Linked DNA regions of Sus scrofa: regions 2 and 3 are each linked to region 1. The links are chromatin contacts, called in public Hi-C and HiChIP or PLAC-seq maps. All regions are on one chromosome and are shown on one strand. The core of a region is the stretch at or near the end of the contact, and the rest is flanking DNA. Distances in the headings are between cores, read along the strand shown.

The links. Hi-C and Micro-C count contacts between places; a contact is called where the count stands out from the background. HiChIP or PLAC-seq counts read pairs in DNA pulled down with a chosen protein or histone mark.
Region 2: a Hi-C map of mesenteric adipose tissue shows a contact between it and region 1, with 1.6 times the contacts expected there. The contact joins the enhancer-like site here to the promoter of MCU in region 1. A contact is called at or near these places in 1 of 5 promoter capture datasets (liver), 12 of 47 Hi-C or Micro-C datasets (embryonic fibroblasts, fetal heart ventricle, fetal skeletal muscle and 7 more) and 1 of 2 datasets of contacts at active chromatin or transcription factors (skeletal muscle).
Region 3: a contact with region 1 is called in an H3K27ac HiChIP or PLAC-seq map of skeletal muscle. The contact joins the promoter of MICU1 here to the promoter of MCU in region 1. A contact is called at or near these places in 1 of 5 promoter capture datasets (liver), 8 of 47 Hi-C or Micro-C datasets (embryonic fibroblasts, epiblast stem cells, fibroblasts and 4 more) and 2 of 2 datasets of contacts at active chromatin or transcription factors (alveolar macrophages and skeletal muscle).

Annotation. Positions count from the first base shown.
Region 1 is chr14:75,516,907-75,520,077 of Sscrofa11.1, reverse strand. It overlaps MCU (calcium uniporter protein, mitochondrial), which reads right to left and starts at 1,545. Exons shown (of 8, transcript XM_001925826.6): 1 at 1,350-1,545. The coding sequence starts at 1,499.
Region 2 is chr14:75,393,058-75,396,228 of Sscrofa11.1, reverse strand. The region is part of intron 2 of MICU1 (mitochondrial calcium uptake 1); the gene reads left to right. Among named protein-coding and RNA genes, the nearest start is that of MICU1, 51 kb to the left of the region's middle. Within about 2 kb of position 1,643, at least 9 of the 83 cell types and tissues checked have an H3K27ac peak or open chromatin away from gene starts, as enhancers often do. A contact at or near this core is called in mesenteric adipose tissue, where this site is marked.
Region 3 is chr14:75,444,125-75,447,295 of Sscrofa11.1, reverse strand. It overlaps MICU1 (mitochondrial calcium uptake 1), which reads left to right and starts at 1,698. Exons shown (of 12, transcript NM_001243605.1): 1 at 1,698-1,819.

The DNA.
Region 1 (3,171 bases), core at 296-2,795:
TTCAGCAAAGCAATATGTCAGTGAAGAATACCATTTTCTCCCAAGAATGAGGATAGGGTCCATACCTAGGACCAATAACAACAATACCATCTTGCATTTAAAAAGCATTAGTTCCCTTCATTGCTCTTTCATACACTTAATTTTATGCTGTCATCAGTCTTGGGGTATTCTCTGAAAAGCTCCATTCAGCTTCCCTTCAAGAGCTGTGAGAACAAGACAGGTGGATGTTATCTGTTGAGGGCTGAAGGTACTAGTATCTGCTATTAGGCTGTCTGCAGTGATTCTCTTATTGCCACACTATACACCCTCGCCCTAGGAAATAAAACCTACAGTCTTTCTCTTGGAGTCGGCCAGAGACCAACAATACGGGTCTAGAAAGTCCAAAGGAAGAGAACCTGCTGACTTGTTAGGTCAAGAACTCCATGCCAAGTTGATCTCTTGCAACTGAAAAAGAAATACACACACACACACACACCCAAAGAAGATTGTTCAAATAGAAACTCCCGTGCGTTGCCAGCCAATGAAATCCAGCAATAACTGGTTAATACAACCACCAAATCCCTGCCTCTGTGAACAACTTGTCATACTCACTTTCCCCTCTGCCTGCTGCCCACCCCTCCTTCTTCAGGCACGCGTTAACAAGCTTATAAATCAGCCCTCCAAAAGGACCACGAGGACCTTTAAGGACCTGAGAGGGATGAAGCTTGCCTCCTGAGCAATGCAGCATCCATCGCAAGCGTGCTGTTCCCCAAGCCCACTAGCAGGAAGTCACAGAGGGGGATAAAGTTTGATTTTCCGTCTTGTCCATTCTCCAAGGGCTGAGAAAGAACGAGGGAGCGGCCCCGCTGGGTCCTGGGTTGCCCTCCGGGGAACGGTTCCCAGTAGCATGGCACTGCCACTCTCCTGACACATACACAAGGCAGCCGCGGCAACTCAGGGCACCCCAACCCGCCTGGAGGAGGAGAGAAGGGGGACAACTTTGCACGGGGCTCAGTTCGGGAGCAATGGGGCAAAGCTGTTAAGGAAAAAGGAGGGAGGGACCGACATCGGGGGCGGGTCAGGGAGAGGTTCAAGTCCCGTCCCTTCCCCGCCCTGGTGTCCCCGGTCCTGCGGGAACATCCCCGCCGTCGCCCCTCCTCCTCCTCCTCTAGGCTTCCTCCGCCCTCCCCTTTTTCCCGGTTGCCGCCGCAGGAGCCTGAAGGGCACAGCGGCTCCTTGGTGCCCGGCAACCTCGGGAGCGGCCGCGAGTTGAGGTAACTCGCCCGCTGCCCCGGCGGCCTGCCTGCCGGCGGCTCCCACACACCAGCGCCGCCCCGCCCTCCCCAGAGCCGCGGGGCGCGCTCGCTCACCGTCCGGTGGTGCTGCTGCTGCTGCCGGTGGCGGCTGACGCCCAGCGCGGGGAAGCAGCCGGCAGTCAGCGCTCCGCAGCCGCCGGCTCCCCCGCCGCCACCCCGGGAGGAGAGGAGCAGCAGGAGCGATCTACCTGCGGCGGCCGCCATCTCTCAACTGGAAACGGCGCCGGCCCAGGCAGCGCAGCGGACGGCCGGGGCGGAGCTAGGACCCGCCACTCACCCATGCCGGGCCAACTGGCGCCCTTGACTGAGTTGACGAGGCGGGGCTTCTTGCAAGGCCCAATCGACCGGCGGGAGAACCACACTAGAGATTGCCTGTCACTTCCAGAGTTACCTATTGTGGGATAGTCAATTACGGGCAAATACAAGGGAGCCGGTAATTGGCATCCGAGCCCCTCAGAATAGCAGCGATAGGGATGGCATGTTCGATTCGGCTAATCTTCACCAAGGATACAGTTATGAAAAGGGTAACCGAGGAAATGGATGTTTTTGCAAAGCTTTGTACTTCGTGAGTGTTTTAAGTTGGCAAAATAGGCACCAAATTAGTAATCATTAGCTAGATGTGCTGGAACTTCAAGGACACACCCAGAATTATCACTCATAACTGGTATTTGGATACGCTGAAATTAACCCCACCTCATGGGGTGATCTAATGACTGTAATATGTAGCATAGTACGGAGGAGAAGAATGATTGATACCAAAGTCCCAGGATAAGTACATATTATCAGAGTGAATTAATAGAACTGTATGCATTTCAGATACTCATTCCACTTTTACAGCACCTTTATACTGATATTCTTACACTCTCCAGAAGCAACCTTCTATTTTCTTACCACTTATTAAACTATAGAAACAACATGGTGGTAATGTAATAAAAACCACGTAAAGGTTATTTTAATAAATTTTCATAATTTAGAATAACTCTTTCTCCTGAAAAATACTTCTTTCCACAGAAACAAGCTCATAATGATAGCTTACTTAAGACTATGAAAGAAAGGAGATTTGAGGTTCTTGAATTTCCCTAGAAGAGAATGTCCTTGCTGCTTATTATTATAAACTACTTAAGGCTCACACCTGATTTTAAAATCAGACTCAGGAAAACAGTTTGGTAAGCATATAAAAGTCCTAAATTTGGGGAAACATCTTTTTAGAGCAGCCTAAGGAGAAAAAGTTGAAACAAACACAATACACACACATAATTTTATTGTGCCACTTATTCTCATAGTATTCTTTAAATTTGGACTGAAATGGTACTTTTTTGGCCAACAGTAGTTAAATAATGACGTCAAGCTTGTGGTTTGTTTAATCCTTCCACCCCACCCCAGAACAGTAAGATGATTGGCTTCTCCAGGTGAGACACTCATACCACACTCACCCAAAAGGCATTTATTGCTCAACAGTGGAACTTGAGAGCTCAGGGATGAGATAAGCCCCCCATTCAACAGCTGCACACACTAATCCCCCTAGCTGGAAATCTGTGACATTCCTGGAGCAACTTTGCTCACAATCATTTTCCACCCATCTATATTTATCCCATCTGCATTTTATGTACTGACCCATGCTGTGCCATTTCCCCTTCTCCCTTGTCCCTTCACACCTTCTTACTAGGATTGCCACAGGTTTTAGTTTTGTTTCTATTTTCTGCGGCTTCAAAAATCTGGCTATGAATCGGTACTGTGCTCTCCGCTCCATTTTACCCTTTGGAAAATTCTACTAGAATTGTCTTTCCTCTATTTTTCGAAGAGAGGAAAACTAGACCTGCATCCTGCAGTACTGATTCAGTTCTGTGGATTTGCAAAAGAACCACAATAAATAAGT
Region 2 (3,171 bases), core at 394-2,893, 120 kb after region 1:
TCAGGAGTCTTCCTCTGGTCTCTGTACAGGCCATCAAAATGTTGACCTAAGACAAATAAACTTCCAGATATTTCACCAGCAAAGATAGGTTTATTTAGGGTCTCCAGAGAATTGCAGTTCCAGGTCTGTAGCTATGCCACGTGCAAGTTCCCTTTGAGGCAAGAGAAGGAAAGGGAATTTGGGGAGGGCTGTAGTAAGCACAGAGTCCATGGCTTTTCTTTGCCTGAGTTCAAACTAGGAGAGTGGGGTTGTTTTTTTGTTGTTGTTGTTGGATTTGCTTCATTGCAAAATTTAAGAGCACTCCCCTTGTGGTCTCCCAACTCTACTTAACTGAAGTTTCTATTTAGTTTTTTACGCTGTCTATCATACTACCTTTTCATGTCCTACAAGGATTCTGCTGAGAAGTCTCTTTATAGTCTTATGGAGTCCCTTGTACATGACGAGTTGCTTTTCTTCTCCTGCTTTTAAAATTCTCCCTTTGTCTTTGGCTTTTGACGGTTTAATGATAATTTATTTCAGTGTGGACTTTTTTGGGTTCTTCCTGTTGGGAGTTTGTTGGCCCTCTTCAGCCTGGATGTCCACTATCTTCCTCAGATTCTGAAACTTTTTGACCACAATTTCTTTAAACTTTCTACCCTTTCTTCTCTTTCCCTTTGCCTTCTGGAACTCCCACAATGTGTGTATTGGTTTTCTTAATTGTGTCTCATAATTCTCTTAGGCTCTTTTCACCTTCTTTTTTATTTTGTTTTTCTAGCTGGATAATAATACCAAGTGGTCTATCTTTTGAGTTCACCGATTCTTTCTTTTGTTTGATCAAATCTGCTGTTAAACAAACACCCTCCCCTTCCTCAGTGAATTTTTCAGGTCAGTATTTGTTTTCTTTCTTTTTGGCTGCTCCATGGCATATGGAGTTACCAGACACACCAGGGGTCAGATCTGAGCTACAATTGTGACCTGCACAACTGTGGCAATGCTGGATCCTTTAGCCCACTGTGTTAGGCCAGTGATGGAACCTGTGTCCTGGTGCTGCAGAGGTGCCACTGATACCATTGTGGGAACTCTGGTATTTGTTTTCTTTAGCTCCAGAAATTCTGTTTGCTTCTTTTTATCTTTTTATTTCTCTTGGTACTTATTTTTTAAAAAATAATTTTTATTTTTTCAATCATAGCTGGTTTACAGTGTTCTGTCAATTTTCTACTGTATAGCAAGATGACCCGGTCACACATATGTATATACATTGCTTTTCTCACATTTCTTAATACTCATTTTAAAATGCATTGAGCATCTTTATGATAGGTATTTTTGAATTCTTTTTCAGATAATTAATATTACTATTTCTTTAGGTCAGCTTCTGGAAATTTATTTTGTTCTTTTGTTTGGGCCACATTTCTGTTTGTTTATGTGTCTTACAACTGTGTTAAGATATGCAGTTTTGAAGAATCAGCCATGTATCCTGGTCTTTATTGGCTGACTTCATACAAGGGCTAGACCTTTAGCAATCAGCCCAACTATGGATTCTGAGTACCACTGAAGCTTTTTAGGAGAGGATACAGTTTTCTCTGTGTCTGTGTGGGCAGTATCTTAGTGAGGCTTGCCAGTTTCTTTTCCAGGAACTTGTAATGTATTGCTCCCTCTGGTGTTAGTCTTTGGCACTGCAGGTTCTCTGGTGGACAGAAGTGAGCTCCCTTACCCTCTCCTCATCAGCTACCAGGCATCTGAAGTATGCCAGCTCCTCATCAGCACCCCAAGTCAGGTGAGACAGACACCAGTCCTCAGGCAGCCCTCTGAAAAAACAGATCATCACATACGCATTCCATTTCTTTCCTTCCTCCTGTGGGAGAAGTCTTGAGTTGTGTACCTTTTCACGACTGCTCTAAGCCATGACAGCTGCAGCAAGCCATGTCCTGCTCTTCTTTGTTCTCAGTGGCCATCATACATGCAAACTGTGCCACTTCCATCAGCTTTCAAGTGTGGTGAGCAGAAACCAGTCCCTTGGACAACCCTCTGAAGAACCAGAATATTGGACACCATTTCATTCTTCCCTTTCCTCCTAGTGGGAGAAGTTGCTAGCTAGGGCATTTTCTCTCGTTGCTTAGCTGGGCCTGCTTAGAGGGAGGGGCTGGCATAGATAAAGTGAAATTGTTCCTTTTACCAGTTTCAGTGTGTCTGTTCTTGGCATTGTGGTTGTCTGATGTCATATAACTTAGCTGGATTTAGGAACTCTCATAAAGGTACTTTGATCTGTGTATCATTGTTAAATCAGTGTTTCTATGGAGGACAAAGGCTGGGACTTCCTCTTCTGCCATCTTGCAGAATATCTGTCTAATAATTATTTTATTGGGTATTTTACATTGACTGTTATGTTGTTGAATATTTGGATTTTGTTATTTTCCTTTAAAAGTATTGATTTTCATGTTGGCAGGCAACTAATTTATTGAAAAACCTGCTTGATCTTTCAGAACTGGTTTTTAAGAATCATGACTTAAGAGTATTTGCTCCAGGGTTAATTTAGCCTGATTAATAAGACATGACCCTTCTGCAGTGTATACTAACTACCTTGAGTGTTCAGTAATTTATCACAACCTGAACATATTCTTATTCTGGAAATTATTTGGATTATAGCTATTTGTTAGTTCTTTTTGGCCAGGTTTAATCCTAAGAATACTCGGCTTAATGTTAACTCAATGAGACCCTATATAGGTCTGTGGAACATTTTCTTTGTGTAGCTTCCTCCTCTCTGGTCCTCCTCACCAATTCCAGCTACCTCCCCCTCTATAAATTTTGATCTCTATTGTCTAAACTTAGCATGATCACTGTGTTTTACTGGGGATCTGACTTGTGATCTGGTAAATATTTCCAAACAGAACTTCAGGACAATTATAAGCCTCTTTTTTCTAATAGAGTCGCTATAGTTCAGTATATTACAACGTTTGTATCATATGTTCTGTGCAGTTTTCCATATTTTCCTGTCTGTGGGAAGGCAAGTCTTGTGCAGTTACTCCACTGTGGCTGGAAGCAGAAGTCCTCTTTCTGTACATCATTGTTTGTTATCATTTCTATAATATTTAATCATTATATTATTATATCATAAGCACAATGGCTTATGAGATAAGCCATTATCAGGAATGAAATAGGAGGAGTTCCCATTGTGGCTTCGTGGTAACAAACTGG
Region 3 (3,171 bases), core at 449-2,948, 73 kb after region 1:
TAAGGACCTGATGTTGTCTCTGTGAGGATGGGGGTTCAATACCTGGCCTCGCTCAGTGGGTTAAGCTTCTGGTGCTGCCACAAGCTGAAGCGTGGGTTGAAGATATGGCTGGGATCCAGTGCTGCCATGGCTGTGACGTAGGCTCCCGCTCCAGCTCTGATTCAACCCTTGTTCTGGCTGCCTTCGTTTCCATGGTTGTAGCCTGGGAACTTCCATGTGCTGCAGGTGCGGCCATAAAAAGAAAAAAATTTTTAATTAAAAAAATAAAGATTCCTGCTATTCCCATTGTGGTGCAGTGGAAATGAATCTAATTAGGAACCATGAGGTTGCAGGCCTCGCTCAGTAGGTTAAGGATCTGGTATTGCCGTAAACTATTTTGTAGGTTGCAGACCCGGCTTGGATACTGCATTGCTGTGGCTGTGGCGTAGGCTGGCAGCTGTAGCTCTGACTTGACCCCTAGTCTGGGAATCTCCATGTGCCGGGGGTGCAGCCCTAAAATGCAAAATAAATAAATAAATAAATAAATAAATAAATAAATAAATATTCCCAATTCTTGTGTCAAGATGATCCAGGGACAGTAGATTGAAGATGTCTTTGGTGTTCTTTCTATCAGGTCTGTGCCAGCCATACCATTTGATACATTACCTAGGGAGGGGTCATAGCCCGCTTCCCCATCTACAATTCACAAAAACCGTTTTCATCAACAGGATGGTTGGAACAAACATGGGGTTGCCTGTAAAGTGCTAGCGCAGTGCCAAGAACATAACGATCTGTCCTTCTTGGGATAGTGGGGAGGGAGAGTCCTCTGAGAAGAAATGGAGAAAATAGTTGTTTTGCTTCCTTCACAATTTAACCCAGTGATAGTTCTGGCTGCCTTCTTTTGTTTCCATGGTTGTAGCCTTTGCTACAGCTCTGCTAAGGAAAGTATTTATTTATTTTTGACTGTACCCCCCAGAATGCAAAACTTCTCGGTCAGGGATCAAATCCACACCACACCAGCAACTGGAGCCACACCAGTGACACCCTGGACCCTTTAACCAATAGGCCACCAGAATCTAGAACTAGGAAATTCCTGAAGAAACTTTTAAATTCCATCATATCATAATCAAAATATTGTCATTCTCTTGAGACTTTTCCATTCTCACTCCTGACAGCAACCTCTGAGGAAAAAAAATGTTACTAGTAGCTCGGTGACTAAACTCTCCAATCATATTAGCTTGCAAAGAGAACTTCTGAAAAACCTAAATAATAGACAATGCGGTGAGTCGGTTTCTAAATTTAAAAAAGCTTCAAGGTCAGGAAACAGGCAAATTTCACCAGAAGCCTAAACCTAAACGCAGTTCGAAAAGAACAATTCCCAACTCACTGTGGTCCAGTTTTCTTTTCATTGTCTCCTGTTTTGCTTAGTCAACACATAAAGGGGCATCAACGAGGCGGAAGCCGGCACACTAAATCTCTTTCACAGACATCTATACCACTAGCGCGTGGAGGGTGAACCGCCAGAGAAAAATCCGGAGAGCTTCCACTGTCCCGCCTAAATACTGAGGCCGGGGCGGGGCCCGAGGCCGGGGCGGGGCCCGAGGCCGGGGCGGGGCCCAAGGCCGGGGCGGGGCGGGTTGCCTGGCCCCTCCCCACTCCCTATCCTCCATGCCCCGCCCACACGCATTTCGCCACGATCCCGACAGCCCTAGCGGCTAGAAGGGTTACGTGAGGGTGGGCGGCGGAGCTGGAGGCTTAACTTTGTTGCTCTCTTCATCTCTATGGTTTTCCGAGGTGCGCGGCTTTGACGGAGAAGCAGCTGAAGCTCCGCTGTAGACGGGTGAGTCCTGTACTCTCAAGGGTATGAGGCGAGACACGTTTAGAGAAGATGAAAGGAAGGATGATGCGAAAAGCTTTAGGGACCTGACCTCCGGGACTGGCCGTTTGTCTGCTCCGGAATTAGCAACTTCTCTGGTCGACCGGGATAGCTGTCTCTCCCTGATGTGCTCAGTTTAGGGGCTTGAGAGCAGTCCTTAGTCCTGCCGGCTTCCTTTCCTCCGCTTTCTTTGACCTCACCTGGTCCCTTCTTCCTGTCCCAGGAGAACTTCTCCTGCCGAGTTCCCAGCTGCAGGGTTCACTTGAGCTTCGACGTCCCTCTTCGGGCGACCAAAGACATCCCCTGGGATTTGTGGATGTGGTTGGAAGTGGGTGGGGACTTTATTGTTAAATGTCTGATGGGGCCAAGTATTAATCATTGAAACAAAACCAAAAAAAATGAAAAAAAAATTGATGGGGAGCTGAAGGAACAAAACAAAGTTCAGGCTTCTTAGACTGTTCGGTTTTTGCCTTTCCCAGTGCCTTACCTGTTTTTATTCTCCCTCAGGTTCCCTTACCACCATCTCATTTTGGCCCACAATGCGGTGTTTTGAGAATGAGCCGGGGTTTATTGACTCAAGCTGAATGTTGGGAGGAGAGTTTAAAACTGTTTAAGTTGCCAGTCTCTATGATCTTATTGTTTATGGTTTCTATACCCTCCCTTTCGGATGCCTGAAAAGTATTGTAGCTATTTGTAAAGCTAAGTAGAAAAACCATTTTATAGCTGAGGGACTGGAGTAAAAGAAAAATTCTCCTTGTGGTACCTGGAAATACCTATTTTCTTTCAGTTTCATAAGCAGATGTTTCTATCAGTTATTGGGTGCTTTCTTGGGCATACCTTTGTTTATGTTAAAGTATTCCTTTGAATTACATGTGCAGGTGATCTAGCAGTAGAAAGGGTGCAACAGTTTGGGGTTGATAGCTGTAGGAGAGTTTAGATTTCATTAAATGATATGACACACAAAATGTCAGCATCTGGAGACAGTGGTGTTGGCCAGGTTGACCAACCCATTATCTTCCTGCTTTGGGTAAGGTAATGTTAAATATTGCCTTATTCTAAAAACTTTTTAGAACCCACTGCCACTTGCTTGTGAGACGGTAGCTCTGGTCTCCAGCTACTCTTAAGTTTCATTGCTGAGAATTATGAGACCAAAAACAAGCCTAACAAAAAGTAAAAATTCAGGAGTGGATTTTGTGCCTGAGGAGAAAAGGAAAGAGTGACAGAAACTAGTAAGAGCAAGAGAGCCAAAGAGTGTATTGCTGTCTCCATTTATAATCAGTAGAACATTTACAATATTCAGTAGACCTTTTGCATTC